Regions from separate parts of the Zea mays genome. Here region 2 is linked to region 1. Evidence: chromatin contacts called from public Hi-C data. All regions are on one chromosome and are shown on one strand. Each heading gives the region's core, a stretch centred on a gene start, on an enhancer-like site or on the middle of the called end of the contact. The rest is flanking DNA. Distances are from core to core; before and after follow the strand shown.

Region 1 (6,774 bases), core at 4,119-6,618:
GAACGCACCATTACTTAGGCTGTAGAGGCACTAGTAGCGACTGAAAGCTGAGTTTACCCTACTTTGCAACTTGGTCCTTTGTCGAGATTGGACGAACCTCTAGTTGATGTGTAGCAACACGTTCTCAGACAAAGTGATAGTCTACCTCCACATGTTTTGATCGTCGATGAAATACTGGATTAGCACACAAGTATGTCGCACCAATATTATTGCACCACATGACAGCAGCACGAGATGAAGATATGCCAAGTTCTCGCAGCAATACTTGAAGCCATATTAATTCTGCTGTACCATCAGCAATGGCCTTATATTCCGCCTCAGTGCTAGATCGCGAGACAGTAGGCTGTTTGCGAGACCCCCAAGAAATAAGGTTAGGTCCAATATAAATAGCATAACCCCCAGTACTACGCCGATCATCAATATTTCCGGCCCAATCCGCATCAGAAAAAGCACTTAGAAGAAAGGAATTACTCTTGGTGAAACAGAGACCCATGTTGATAGTTCCATGTAGATATCTCAAAATCCGCTTGACTGCCATCCAATGATCAGCAGTAGGTGCAACCATGAATTGGCACACCTGGTTGACCGAGAAAGCAATATCTGGCCGAGTGAGAAGAAGATACTGCAGGGCCCCAATGGCACTCCGATATCTGGTTGCGTCTTCAGCAGAGAGTGGTGCGCCACCCTGGATTTGCAATTTATCAGCTGGTAGCATTGGCGTAGCAACCGGCTTGGATGTCAGCATGTTGGTCCGAGTGAGAAGATCATGAATATATTTGTGCTAAGACAGGATGAGCCCATGCGTGGTGTGCTGACATTCAATGCCCAAAAAATATGCCAAAGGGCCAAAATCTTTGACTGCAAAATCATTACGAAGTTGACTAAGGAGTCTATCCACGGTAGCTGACGACGAGCTAATAATGATTATGTCATCTACATAAATCAACATATATATCTGAACACCACCCTTATTAAGTATGAAGAGAGAGACATCAGCCTTTGATGGTGAAAACCCAAGATCAATTAATTTCTTGCTGAGACGAGAAAACCACGCACGAGGTGCTTGTTTTAATCCATACAGAGATTTATCCAATTTGCAAAGATAATCTGGATGAGTAGAATCAGCAAAACCTGGTGGTTGCTTTATATAGACGTCTTCATTAAGAAAACCGTGGAGAAATGCATTTTGAATGTCAATCTGACGAATAGCCCAATCTCGTGAGACTGCTAGGGAAAGAAGCAGACGAATAGTAGTTGGTTTAACAACCGGACTAAAGGTCTCGTCATAATCAATACCATATTGTTGCTTAAATCCTTTTGCCACCAGCCGGGCTTTATAGCGATCAATAGAGCCATCAGCTTTTTGCTTGAGTTTAAATACCCATTTGCAATCAATTACATTAAGACCCGGTCTAGGCGGAATAAGGTGCCAGGTCTTGTTTTTGAGAAGGGCATGAAATTCATCGTTCATAGCTTGGCGCCATAGAGGGTGTTTCATATATAGCAGCAATATGGGAAGTAGGTTCACTTGATGAAGAACGAATAGCTGAATAGGTCACTGTACCATCCGTCCGTACCTTTGGTTGACGCAGATTGTGGCGAAGTCTGGTGCCATATGGATGAGCATGGCCTGTGTTAGCATCAGATGGCGTAGATGATGGAACCAGATCATCCTCTATACGTGGAGATGTAGCTGGTGCATGCATGTTCTCATGGTCCACGTTGGCTGTTGCATGGGGTACACGTTCTGGTGGAGTTTGGCCTGCCAGCTGTTGAGGAGGAATATTAGGATGAAGCACGTATGTTGGCAGAGACTCCAAGGCCACCGACCCAGCGGGTTCTGCGGTTCCGGAGACGGATTCTGTTTGAACACCGGGTCCCGACATGGTTTTTAGAGACGTGTCAGCCATATCAGTAGAAGAATCGCCAGAATGTTCAGGAGAGCCTGTAACCAATTGCGATAGCCTTGGGTATGGTTCCTGTGCAGAAGGAAATATTACCGGACGTTCTGTTACTGGAGGGTTAGCAGGTACAGATAACACATGATCATTTCCAATAAAATTACCACCATTGCCCAAATGCAACATACGTAAATCATGCGATGGAGAGGATAGATTTGGCTGTGATTGTTGGGTCAATGTTTTTGAGAAAGGAAAAACACCCTCATCAAATATAACATCCCTAGAAATATAGACACGCCCTGAATCAATATCTAAACACTTGTATCCTTTATGTAAAGCACTATAGCCGATAAATACGCATTCCTTAGAGCGAAAAGAAAGTTTATGCTTATTATATGGATGCAAGTTTGGCCAGCATGCACAACCGAAAATACGCAACATAGAATAATTTGGAGTGGTACCAAAAAGACGTTCGATAGGAGTTTTGTTGTCAATGACCCTAAGTAGGCATTCGATTGATGAGGTAGGCTGCGGCGAGAAAAGCTTCATCCCAAAATTTGAGGGGCACGTGAGCGTGAGCAAGAAGAGCTAGACCAGTTTCAACTATGTGACGGTATTTGCGTTCTGCGGATCCATTTTGTTGATGGGTGTGAGGACATGACACACGATGAGCAATGCCAAGAGAGCGAAAAAAGGTATTGTGTATTTTCTGATATTCACCACCCCAATCAGATTGAATGCATTTAATCTTAGTGCCCAAAAGGCGTTCCACATGAGTTTGGAATTGTAAGAACACACTAGTAGCTTCAGAACGATCATGCATAAGATAGATCCAGAAAAATTTACTGAAATAATCAATGAAGCTAATATAGTATTTATAACCACCAACAGATGTTGGAGCGGGACCTCAAACATCTGAGAAAAGAAGTTCTAAAGGACAAGTAGAGCGATGAATAGAAGAATTATAAGGTAATTGATGACTCTTGGCAAGTTGACACGCATTACAAATTACGGACTCTAACTGTTTGGTACAAGTAATTTTATTAAGATGTAAAATAGAGTGGACAACTTGACTAGATGGGTGCCCCAACCGTGCATACCAGTCATCGCGACTGATTGGTCGACTTATGAGTGCATGCTTGAGGATCTGTTGATCAGAAAATGGGATTGGGTAGAGCCCGCCTTTACACCGCCCTTCCAGGAGTCTTCTCCTTGTCCGACGATCCTTAATTGAAAAATAGGACGGATGGAATTCAAAAAACACATCGTTTTCACGTGAAAATTTTTGGACGGAAAGAAGATTTTTGAGATATCTGGGACATGCAAAATGTTACGTAGTGCAAGTGGGCGATGATCGGAATTAATTGTAGAATGACCAGTGTGTAAAATCTGCAAACCTGCACCATTGCCGACCTGGACTTGCTCACCACCGTGATAGCGTTCACGCAGCGCCAGTCGGTCAAGATCGCTGGTGATGTGATCTGTGGCACCTGTGTCGACATACCAGTTTGGATCAATTGTGTACGAGGAGGTGTGCGCCACAGCCGTCGATGGAGGATCAGTGTTGTAGCTGTCGTCGTTTTTGTGCCAGCAACGAATGGCTGTATGTGGGCAGGGAAGAAGAAGTATCGGTCATGGTGATCTGGGGAGAGAAAGACATAAGAGAAGATGTGATGGATGAGTTTGGCGTCTACTGGATCAATGGTTCCAATACCATGTTGAATGGCGCAAGGCACATCTACCCCCATGGGGCTGTGCATGTATTTATAGATCAAAAGATACATGCAGATATGTACAAGCAAGGCAACAACCTGCCGAGAATGGAGGCGCAGCTCCAGCCAAAAATAATGGGATATGCTAACAGAATAACAAGGTATCCTAACAAGAATCACCTCTTACCCTATATTTTCAGTTTTTTTTGTCATTCATGTTACAAGTTCGTCACACATTTTTTATAAAATATATAAGTGACAGCTTTTCTACAAAATATATAAGTGACAGCTGTTTCAACCAAATAAATGTTAGTTTTTTCACAATTGTGAGCTCACAATAGGTTCCTCAAAACTACAATCAGATTTTAAAAATCTATAGCTGAACCAAATAGATCCATGCATATACTCTCCTCATTCTAATTTATAACCTTTGTTACAAAGTTTAACCGGCTTGTCATTATTCAAATTGTGCTTGGCTGCCGGTGGCTCAGCTCCTTGGCTGGGACTTGGGTGCAGGGCGCTGCTTGTTTCTTCATCTACGGCCGGAGCGAGTTGCACCGGCTTAATTAGTGCGACCGGTCGGCGCATCCAGACGCTGTACCGCGCGGGGCAGGAGTGTGGTTGGTAGGTGAAACATGGGAGCAGACCTGCTTGTTTCTTCACCTAATTGCTTACTGCTACACCACAAGCGCGCATTATCTAGACCAAAGTTGCCGTCTCTCCAACAAAAGGTTGATGCAGACACTAGCAAGCCCTGAAATCCGTACGTTCTCCGACAGACGTGAATTTGTAACAACCCCTGAATTCATCCCATCCCATTTCATTCCAGCAAGTCATATACATGCATATATGATCATGCCGGATTGCGTCCGCGTATAGGCATATAGCCAAACCTGGCCAGCAGCCAGCGAACACAGCACCCATGCAAAAGAGACGATCAATGCAAGGGCCGGGAACCAGACACCAACACCACCCTATGCTTCTGCCCGGTTTGTCAACGGCAAGCAACTGCGACATGGCCACGGGCTCCAATCTCTGGTGGTGGTAACGATCTGCCTGTCCCTTTCGGAATGGATGGATCGTGTCATGTCGTGTCCTTACGCGCCGAACCTTCACCAGCAGAACCATTGTGTGGCTGACTCCTTGGCGCCATGACTACTATTGGATCAGTGCACCGGTGCTGCCTCAAATTCAGACATGCATGCCTGCACCCCTTGTCGGTATTCCCTGAACGCGGCAGAGCGCTCCAAAGTAGTGGACCAAGACACGTATGAACTGGAAGTCTAGAGACGTGCAAGATATCCGGGTGTAAATGGTATGGATGTTATTGGTCTGTGTTCGAGTTCGATTCGTCTAGAAAAAAACTGGAATCCAATTCGTTTTCGAGTCTGGCTATTCTGTATCCGTATCCAGTTTATATCGGTATATTCAAAGTTGAATGTCAATTCTAATTTGTATCTGACACAACTCGATAATATTTGTATGTATCCTCGGATCTGAATCAAACGAGAAAATATCAAAACAAGTATGATACGAGCAACGCCACCACCGTGCGTCAGGCAGGCGACATGTTCCGTCTCCTTCTAATCGAAATTAGATACTGGACTTCTTGACCCATGGGCCGCGTCTCTTGGGCCTTCCGTGTCACGTGCTGCCAGCAGCCACTAGTTTTTTTCCCTTGTATGATATATATACAAAGAGTACTCGTCGGTGTCGTAGTCGTAGGTAGGGTATGCCGGACCCGGACATTTCGCTTTGCCTGTGCCCACTGGACTGGACTGAAGGGTGTTCAAAGTACAGAATCCAACTATACATGGGCCAGTGCAAACCGTACCAATCGACCTGTGATACCAGCCCATATCAAAACCGACCGGGTAAGCCAAGTCTGATGACTGATGAGTTTGTCTGGACAGTGGACACGGTTCCAAGTCACTACATCTTGGCCGGCGGGGCCTCTTTGGCACGTTTATTTCATAACTTTTTCACAAATTTAAGAAGAATCTGTACTAAAAATTAAACGTTTTCACAACAGTTTATGGGTTCAGTTTTCTCTCAGAAGAACCTAAAAACAGACAGTAAGAGAATAAGCATAATCTGTTTTTCACCGTTTTACATAAGTTGTTTTCCCAACAAATAAAACTTGTGCCTTGACTAGGGCTGGATATCGAGCTGGCTCGACTCGGCTCGGTTCGACTCGAGTTGGCTCGTTATGATAACGAGTTAGCTCGACTCGACTCGTTATGATAACGAGCTGGAGAACCTGCTGAGCTCGGCTCGTTTGGTAACTCGGTCTGACTCGATTAACTCGTGAGCCAGCTCATTATCAAAGTTACCATAAGCCATCCGGTTCTTGAGCTTTCATGGAGGCGAGCCGACGACCGACGATGTGCAAGTAGGCGCCGGACAGCCGAACAGGGCGAGGGCCGAGGGCGCCGTCGGGGAAGACGGGCAGACTGCGAAGAACATGAGCGCCGCGCGGAGGGCAGACGGGCGGAGGTCGGAGGGCACACGCCGCACACCGGCGCGGTGGCGCTGCAGCCTGCTCTGCTCGGCTGCTCCACGGACAACGGCGGTCGGCGGCTCTAGGAGTCTAGGGTTTAGATTTTGGGAGAGAGAGGGAGAGACCGAGAGGGCAGCTCGCAGGGAGAAGCCAGAAGAAGCGGCATGCGGTGCGGGCGGCGTGCGGCCAAGCCAGTGAGCCACCGAGAGGCTAATTGGACTTTGGTGTGGCTGGTTGTGTGGGCCGCCCGTATGGCTGGGCTGAAGAACGGCGTGTCCTATGTGGGCCGTATCGTGTGGCTGGGCTGCTCCATATGGGTGGGCTAGGCCATTGCAGATTTGCACAACTCGTTTGGCTCGCGAGTAACTCACGAGCCAGCTCGAGTTTGACTCGTTAAGAACCGAGTTAATTTGTTAGCTCAGCTCGTGACTCATTTTAAACGAATCGAGCCGAGTCGAGTCACTAATGAGTCGAGTCGAGCGAGTTACCGTGTCACGAGTTTTTTGTCCAGCCCTAGCCTTGACCGGGCTGAAGGTATGGTTGTGCAGGTCCAACTTAGCCTGCATCAGTGGCTTGGTGTTGCCACTACTCCCTTTGTCTCAGTGTATAAGGCGTAAACACTTCTGATTTAAAAACCAATAAATATATTTAATTTTTCTAT
Region 2 (6,759 bases), core at 1,645-4,144, 170 kb after region 1:
TCACTCGAAACTTGGAAACCGTGCATGTAAAAATGATATCCATGCTACTTAGCACAAGTTACGATCGATTTCATGAGCGGAGCGGAAACTTCGAGCACCATGCTCACTCAACATGTCCGTGAACTTGCCATCCAGGTGTTTAAAAATTGTATAAAACACAAACAAAGTCATAAAATCATAAAACCTGTCAACGTGTCATGATATCATATGTAGAGGTTGTGATAAAAAATTGAGAATGTTTGGAGAAAGTTGTGAGACAGTATGTGTAGAAACCTAAGAGAACTACACATGAAATCATGGAGTTTCAATGTGGATCTCTTAGGTTTGTACACATAGTGCGTCACAGCTTTCTCGAAACTTTTTCAAATTTTTATCACAGCCTCTACATATGATATCATGACACATGGACACGTTTCATGATTTTCTGACTTTGTTTGTGTTTTATACAATTTTTAAACATCTGGATGACAAGTTCACGGCCATGTTGAGTGAGCATGGTGCTCGAAGTTTCCGGTCCGCTCCTAAAATCGGTCGTAACTTGTGCTAAGTAGCATGGATATCATTTTTGCATGCACGATTTTCTAAGTTTCGAGTGACCTGCAGTTCAAATCTGAATTTTCCGAAGAAATTCAAATAAACGAACTAAATCTACTAGCTATTGCAAACACTGTTATATTTGTCCCAAAATGGTACATGTAGGTCTACATAGTGTAGTAACATTCCACAAAAAGTTTGGTGGCCAAAATGTAAAAAACAAAAATATGGTTTGCCGAGTGTCTATACAAGACACTCGGTAAAGAGTTCTTTGCCGAGTGCCAGCCCTCGGCTCTCGGCAAAGGCTGACGGTCGTCAGCTTTAGGACGGCCGCTGACGGCCCTTTGCCGAGCACCTTATTTGCCGAGTGTTTGACACTCGGCAAACAAGTCTTTGCCGAGTGTGGTCCTGTGCCGAGTGTCCTGCACTCGGTAAACTAGCTCGTTACTGAGAGTCGTACTTTGCCGAGTGTGGCTCTCGGCAAAGTCTTCTTTGCCGAGTGCCCGATAAAAAGCACTCGGCAAAGACGCCGGCACTCAGCAAAGGGCCGGATTCCGGTAGTGAATTGAGTTTCCAAAATTTTATAGTTATTTGCAAATACTAAATTTTAGGTATTTAATTAATATTAGAAAAACTGAAATTCATATTCAACGCTCGAAAAAACATTCCGAAGATTTTAAAAACTTTTGGGAACATCCTCGAGATATTTTAATCTGTTACGATAATATTTTGCACTCATAAACACTATGCATCGACATGAATGCAACAGTCAAAGTTCCTCTAAGATTTTTATTTTAAGGCTTACACCTAGACATAAAAACAAAATAACTCTTCACTATTTAGGAAAAAGAAAAGAAAAGCAAGGAAAAGAGAGGGTAACACATGAATTTGGTGAATATTAGAAAAAAAATTTATACCCCCAAATTCAGGGTGTTACAGTTTCTTAAGTATAATATATGTACAGGAACCTTCGGACATGGGATGAAGCGGTTCGAGAGAAGGATGAATCAGTGCCGAAGCTACCCGTGAAGAAGCTTCGGCTTAACGATGGAAAATAAAACCGACTTAAAGGGAAAAAGGTTGTCTAGTCCTCGATAGATTTCTCTAAGTCAATAGTAAATGTCGAGGGCATGAATGTAATTCTACACAGGCTACGTCTTGTGCCTATAAATAGATGAACAGTGACACCGTACTGTTCATGCTGACTTGTATTCACTCGCACGTCATTTTTGAATTTTTACCTTATGTCAAGCCAAAGATATAAATAAAATTTAATATTGTTCATATTTATTCGTGATAAGATAAGAAAAATGCTCTAATGATGTCATGTAATTATCCATGTTATTTTCTATTTTTCATATACTTCTACTTACTTAATTACATATTGAGATGATGAAGGTACGCCATTCATAACCTTCGTCTGAAGATCAATATATCCTAAGGGAGATAATGCTTCAAAGGACGAAGATCTTTAATCATTAACATTTTGTGTTGCCTTGTTCTTAACTCATAGCATTTGAGAACAAGTCCCTAACACTTAGCTTTAACCTCTATTGTTGATCAGTCTTACACATCATATGAACTCCCACACCTTTGGTGAGTTCATGCACATTATTTTCCACAACTTGTTGAGCGATGAACGGGTGTGAGCTCACCCTTGTTGCATCACACCCCAGCAGAAAAACAGGTGGTTCAAGAGGAGTCACACAACGAGGAGTTCAACTTAATCTAGGTGGCGTCTCCCAGTCGACTTTGTGGCGCCAAGGATGGACTTTAGTTCGTTTTATATTTATCTTTTATTTTGTAAGACTTCCGCTATGTAATAAGTACTCTGATTTTATTGTGACATTTATCTCTATACATTCTGTTATTGTATGTGTTGTTTTTTTGGCGTATATATGAGATGTATCCGGGCATCCGACTTTATCCCTTAAATCTGGGTGTGACAGGTTGTTCCTGGCCATACACCAAAGTCGCTATTGGAGCAATATATTTTTCACATGTTCTTTTGGTAGTGCTAGCAGATGAAGTGGTCAACCACACATAGCGTCATGGATATATACATATTAAAATGTGCTAGTTGTTTGTGATTTTGACATGAGGTTCATCTTTGCAGTTGCTGCTTGGTCGGTTCTACATATGGTATAGGTACCCTCAATCATGCATTGGCAAATTTTCCTATATTTTTTAGCAACATCATTCTTGCTTATCTAACGTAACGTTGCATTGTTTGATTTTGGTTGTAATGGTCAGGATCGCAGTCCAGATGTGGGCTTTTGTATGGAGTAGAGCGGTACATCGTCTGCTCTTGGGGCCTCTGGAAAAAGAACAATGGAGCTATCTAGCCTCGACGGCCTGCTGGACCTGCTGAGCGGGCCTGGACTGCTTGTGCATGCTTTCGGGCCCGCATGTCCGTCACTCGGTCAGTCTCGCTGGCACTGAAATGGAGCGACGCGCGTGGCCTGCCGCATGCGCGCACATTTGTTTATATCATGACGAGTTGACGATGTATATAGATCGATGAGTGGTTTGTTAGTTGCGTCAAAGCTTGAACCACCGTTACTACAATACTTTTTCTCCCATAAAGCACCTCGACAACTTGAACATGAAGTTGTGATTATTTGCACCAAGTTGGGTTTAAATATGTCATGCATGCATATGATAATGAGTTCTTGTGTCGCGCATATATATATATATATATATATATATATATATATATATATATATATATATATATATATATATATATATATATATATATATATATATATATATATATATATATATATATATATATATATATATATATATATATATATATATATTGTCGGCGTTTCGAGACCGGGGGTCCCTAAGCCGACGAGTGAATGTCGCCGCGTGTCCCAGCCCAGATGGGTTGACGCGAGGCCGAGCGCGAAGGGGAAGTGAGGTGGCCGGAGACGGGCGTGAGAGAGGTGGAAATTCCGCGGCCTTCGTGTTCGTCCCGCGCCCAGATCGGGTGCGCTTGCAGTAGGGGGTTACAAACGTCCACGCGGGAGAGGGAGCGAGCGGCTTCAAACGAGCGCCTGTCTCGTCCTCGTTCCCGCGCGGCCCACCCTCTCTAAGAGGGCCCTGGTCCTTCCTTTTATAGGCGTAAGGAGAGGATCCAGGTGTACAATGGGGGGTGTAGCAGAGTGCTACGTGTCTAGCGGAGGAGAGCTAGCGCCCTAAGTACATGCCGTTGTGGCAGCCGGAGAGATTTTGGCACCCAGCTGGTGTGATGTCGTGGCCGTCGGAGGAGTGCCGGAGCCTGGCGGAGGGACAGCTGTCGGAGCTGTTGAGTCCTTGCTGACGTCCTCTTGCTTTCGTAAGGGGGCTGAGAGCCGCCGTCGTCACAGAGTATGCGGGGCGCCATCATTGCCTATCTGGCGGAGCGAGCCAGATGAGACGCCGGTCTTGTTCCCGTGGCCCGAGTCAGCTCGGGGTAGGGTGATGATGGCGCCTCCTATTGACGTGGCTGGTCTGCGCCCTAGGTTGGGTGATGTGTAAGCTCCTCCGAAGCCGAGGTCGAGTCTGTCTTCCGTGGCCGAGGTCGAGTCCGAGCCCCTGGGTCGGGCGAGGCGGAGACCGACGGCTGAGGCCAGGGCGGAGTCCGAGCCCCGGGGGTCGGGCGAAGCGGAGTTCGTCGTCTTCTGGGGCTGAGCCCAAGTCCGAGCCCTGGGTCGAGCAGAGCGGAGTTCGCCGTCTTCTGGGACTTAGCCCGAGTCCGAGCCCTGGGTCGGGCGGAGCGGGGTTCGCCGTCTTCCGGGGCTTAGCCCGAGTCCGAGCCCTGGGTCGGGCGGAGCGGAGTTCACCGTCTTCCGGGGCTTAGCCCGAGTCCGAGCCCTGGGTCGGGCGGAGCGGAGTTCTCCGTCTTCCGGGGCTTAGCCCGAGTCCGAGCCCTGGGTCGGGCGGAGCGGAGTTCGCCGTCTTCCGGGGCTTAGCCCGAGTCCGAGCCCTGGGTCGAGCGGAGCGGAGTTCGCCGTCTTCCGGGGCTTAGCCCGAGTCCGAGCCCTGGGTCGGGCGGAGCGGAGTTCGCCGTCTTCCGGGGCTTAGCCCAAGTCCGAGCCCTAGGTCGGGCGGAGCGGAGCTTCCTATGGTGCCTGCGGCCGGGCCTGACTGCCTGTCAGCCTCACTCTGTCAAGTGGCACCGCAGTCGGAGCGGCGCAGGCGGCGCTGTCTTTTTGTCAGGCTGGCCAGTGGAGCGGCGAAGTGACGGCGGTCACTTCGGCTCTGTCGGCTGAAGGGCGCGCGTCAGGATAAAGGTGTCAGGCCACCTTTGCATTAAATGCTTCTGCGAGTTGGTCGGTCGGTGCGGCGATTTGGTCAGGGTTGCTTCTTGGCGAAGACAGGGCCTCGGGCGAGCCGGAAATATGTTCGCCGCTGGAGGGGGGCCTCGGGCGAGACGGAGATCCTTCGGGGTCGGCTGCCCTTGTCCGAGGCTAGGCTCGGGCGAGGCGTGATCGAGTCCCTCAAATGGACTGATCCCTGACTTAATCGCACCCATCAAGCCTTTGCAGCTTTATGCTGATGGGGGTTACCAGCTGAGAATTAGGAGCCTTGAGGGTACCCCTAATTATGGTCCCCGACAGTAGCCCCCGAGCCTCGAAGGGAGTGTTAGCACTCGCTTGGAGGCTTTCGTCGCACTTTTTTGCAAGGGGACGAGCCTTTCTCGGTTGCGTTTTGTTCCGGTGGGTGCGCGCGAGCGCACCCGCCGGGTGTAGCCCCCGAGGCCTCGGAGGAGTGGTTTGACTCCTCCGAGGTCTTAATGCCTCGCGTAATGCTTCGGCTGGTCTGGTCATTCCCTCATGCGAGCTGGCCGTAGCCCGGGTGTACGGTCGGGTCCTAAGTTCTCAGGCTGGTATGTTGACGCTGTCAACGGTTCGGCCGGAGCCGGGTTTGCGAGAGCAGCCCCCGAGCCTCCGCACAGGGCGAGAGGGCGATCAGGGACAGACTCGACTTTTTTACATACGCCCCTTCGTCGCCTTTCCGCAAGGAGGAGGGGGGGAAAGCGCCATGTTGCCCTCGGTGGGCGCCGAACATGGTGTCTCCGGTGAGCTGCAGGCGGGTAATCCGAGTGGACGTCCGTGCCCCATTCGTTAGGGGTCGGCTAGAGGCCCAGAGGCACGCCCAAAAGTACCTGCGGGTGATCTGCCGGACCCGGTCCCCTGGCGACGGGGTCCGAGGGCTCGATGCCTCCCTCCGATGGGATTCCGTTACAAGATCGTTCTCGCTGGTCTCGGAAATGTCCTAGGGTACCTCGGGAGCGCAGCCCGAGCCTTGGTTATGTATCGAACGTACCCATGGTCATCCCTCGCTCTGTGTCTGAGGCGGCTGTGAACCCTTCGGGGGCCAGCCTTCGAACCCCTGATCAGTAGTGGGCGCGGAGCCCGAGTAGCCTGAGGCGGCCGTTGAACCCTTCCGAGGGGCCGGCCTTCGAACCTCTGACCAGTAGTGGGTGTGGAGCCCACGCGCTCTGAGGCGGCTGTTGAACCCTTCCGAGGGGCCAGCCTTCGAACCTCTTATCAGTAGGGAGGCTCGGAGCCTGGTTCCTTCACGGGGAAGGATCCTTTTCGGGGTATCCCCCTTTCCCGGTCCCTGTTGCAAGAGAGAGAAAGAGGAAAAAAGGAAAAGGATACGAAATCGAACGACGCGGCGTACCTTTTCTGACGCGGTCATTATGGCGAAGGCGAAGCGTCGCCCGCTTCTCCTGCCAGGGGCGCCGCCTGTCCCGCCGTGGAGTTAATGCGACGGGGCGAGTGGTTCGCGAGGCGGCCGTTGCGCGTGCGCGAGCCGTTCGAGGAACGGAACACGGGCGCGTTGTCTTCACGCCGTGAGAGAGGGTTCTCTCGTCGCCCCTGGATGGGACGTAGGCTTGGCTGACGACGTGACCGCTGCTCCTGCCCGCCTGCCACCGCCATTACTGCCGGCCCATTTTTGGCCGTATTGACCGTCACGCCAGGTTGGCGCTGCTGGGTCGTGCGCTGGGTCGCCTCGAGTCGCGGTATTGGTTCCGCAGTCGAGGAGGCGCGGTGGTGGCGCAAGTGGCGGGGCAGCTGCATGCACGAAGCATTCGGCGCGCCGGTTGCATGACGCGTGGGCCTGGGCCTCTGTGCCGGGCGTGTTGGGAGTCGGAGAAGTGTGCCCACTTGGCGCGGTTGCATGCCGCCTGCATGGTTGCCCGCCCTTTCGCCTGCTGGTCTGGGC

The links. A called contact is a pair of places that touch in the nucleus more often than the background predicts.
Region 2: a contact with region 1 is called in a Hi-C map of ear, with 6 times the contacts expected there. The contact joins two enhancer-like sites. A contact is called at or near these places in 3 of 25 Hi-C or Micro-C datasets (ear, leaf and tassel).

The regions. Positions count from the first base shown.
Region 1 is chr4:126,239,608-126,246,381 of Zm-B73-REFERENCE-NAM-5.0, forward strand. No RefSeq gene overlaps it. Among protein-coding and RNA genes, the nearest start is that of LOC100277434, 79 kb to the left of the region's middle. Within about 2 kb of position 5,369, at least 17 of the 20 cell types and tissues checked have an H3K27ac peak or open chromatin away from gene starts, as enhancers often do. A contact at or near this core is called in ear, leaf and tassel, where this site is marked.
Region 2 is chr4:126,414,872-126,421,630 of Zm-B73-REFERENCE-NAM-5.0, forward strand. No RefSeq gene overlaps it. Among protein-coding and RNA genes, the nearest start is that of LOC103653654, 28 kb to the right of the region's middle. Within about 2 kb of position 2,895, at least 15 of the 20 cell types and tissues checked have an H3K27ac peak or open chromatin away from gene starts, as enhancers often do. A contact at or near this core is called in ear, leaf and tassel, where this site is marked.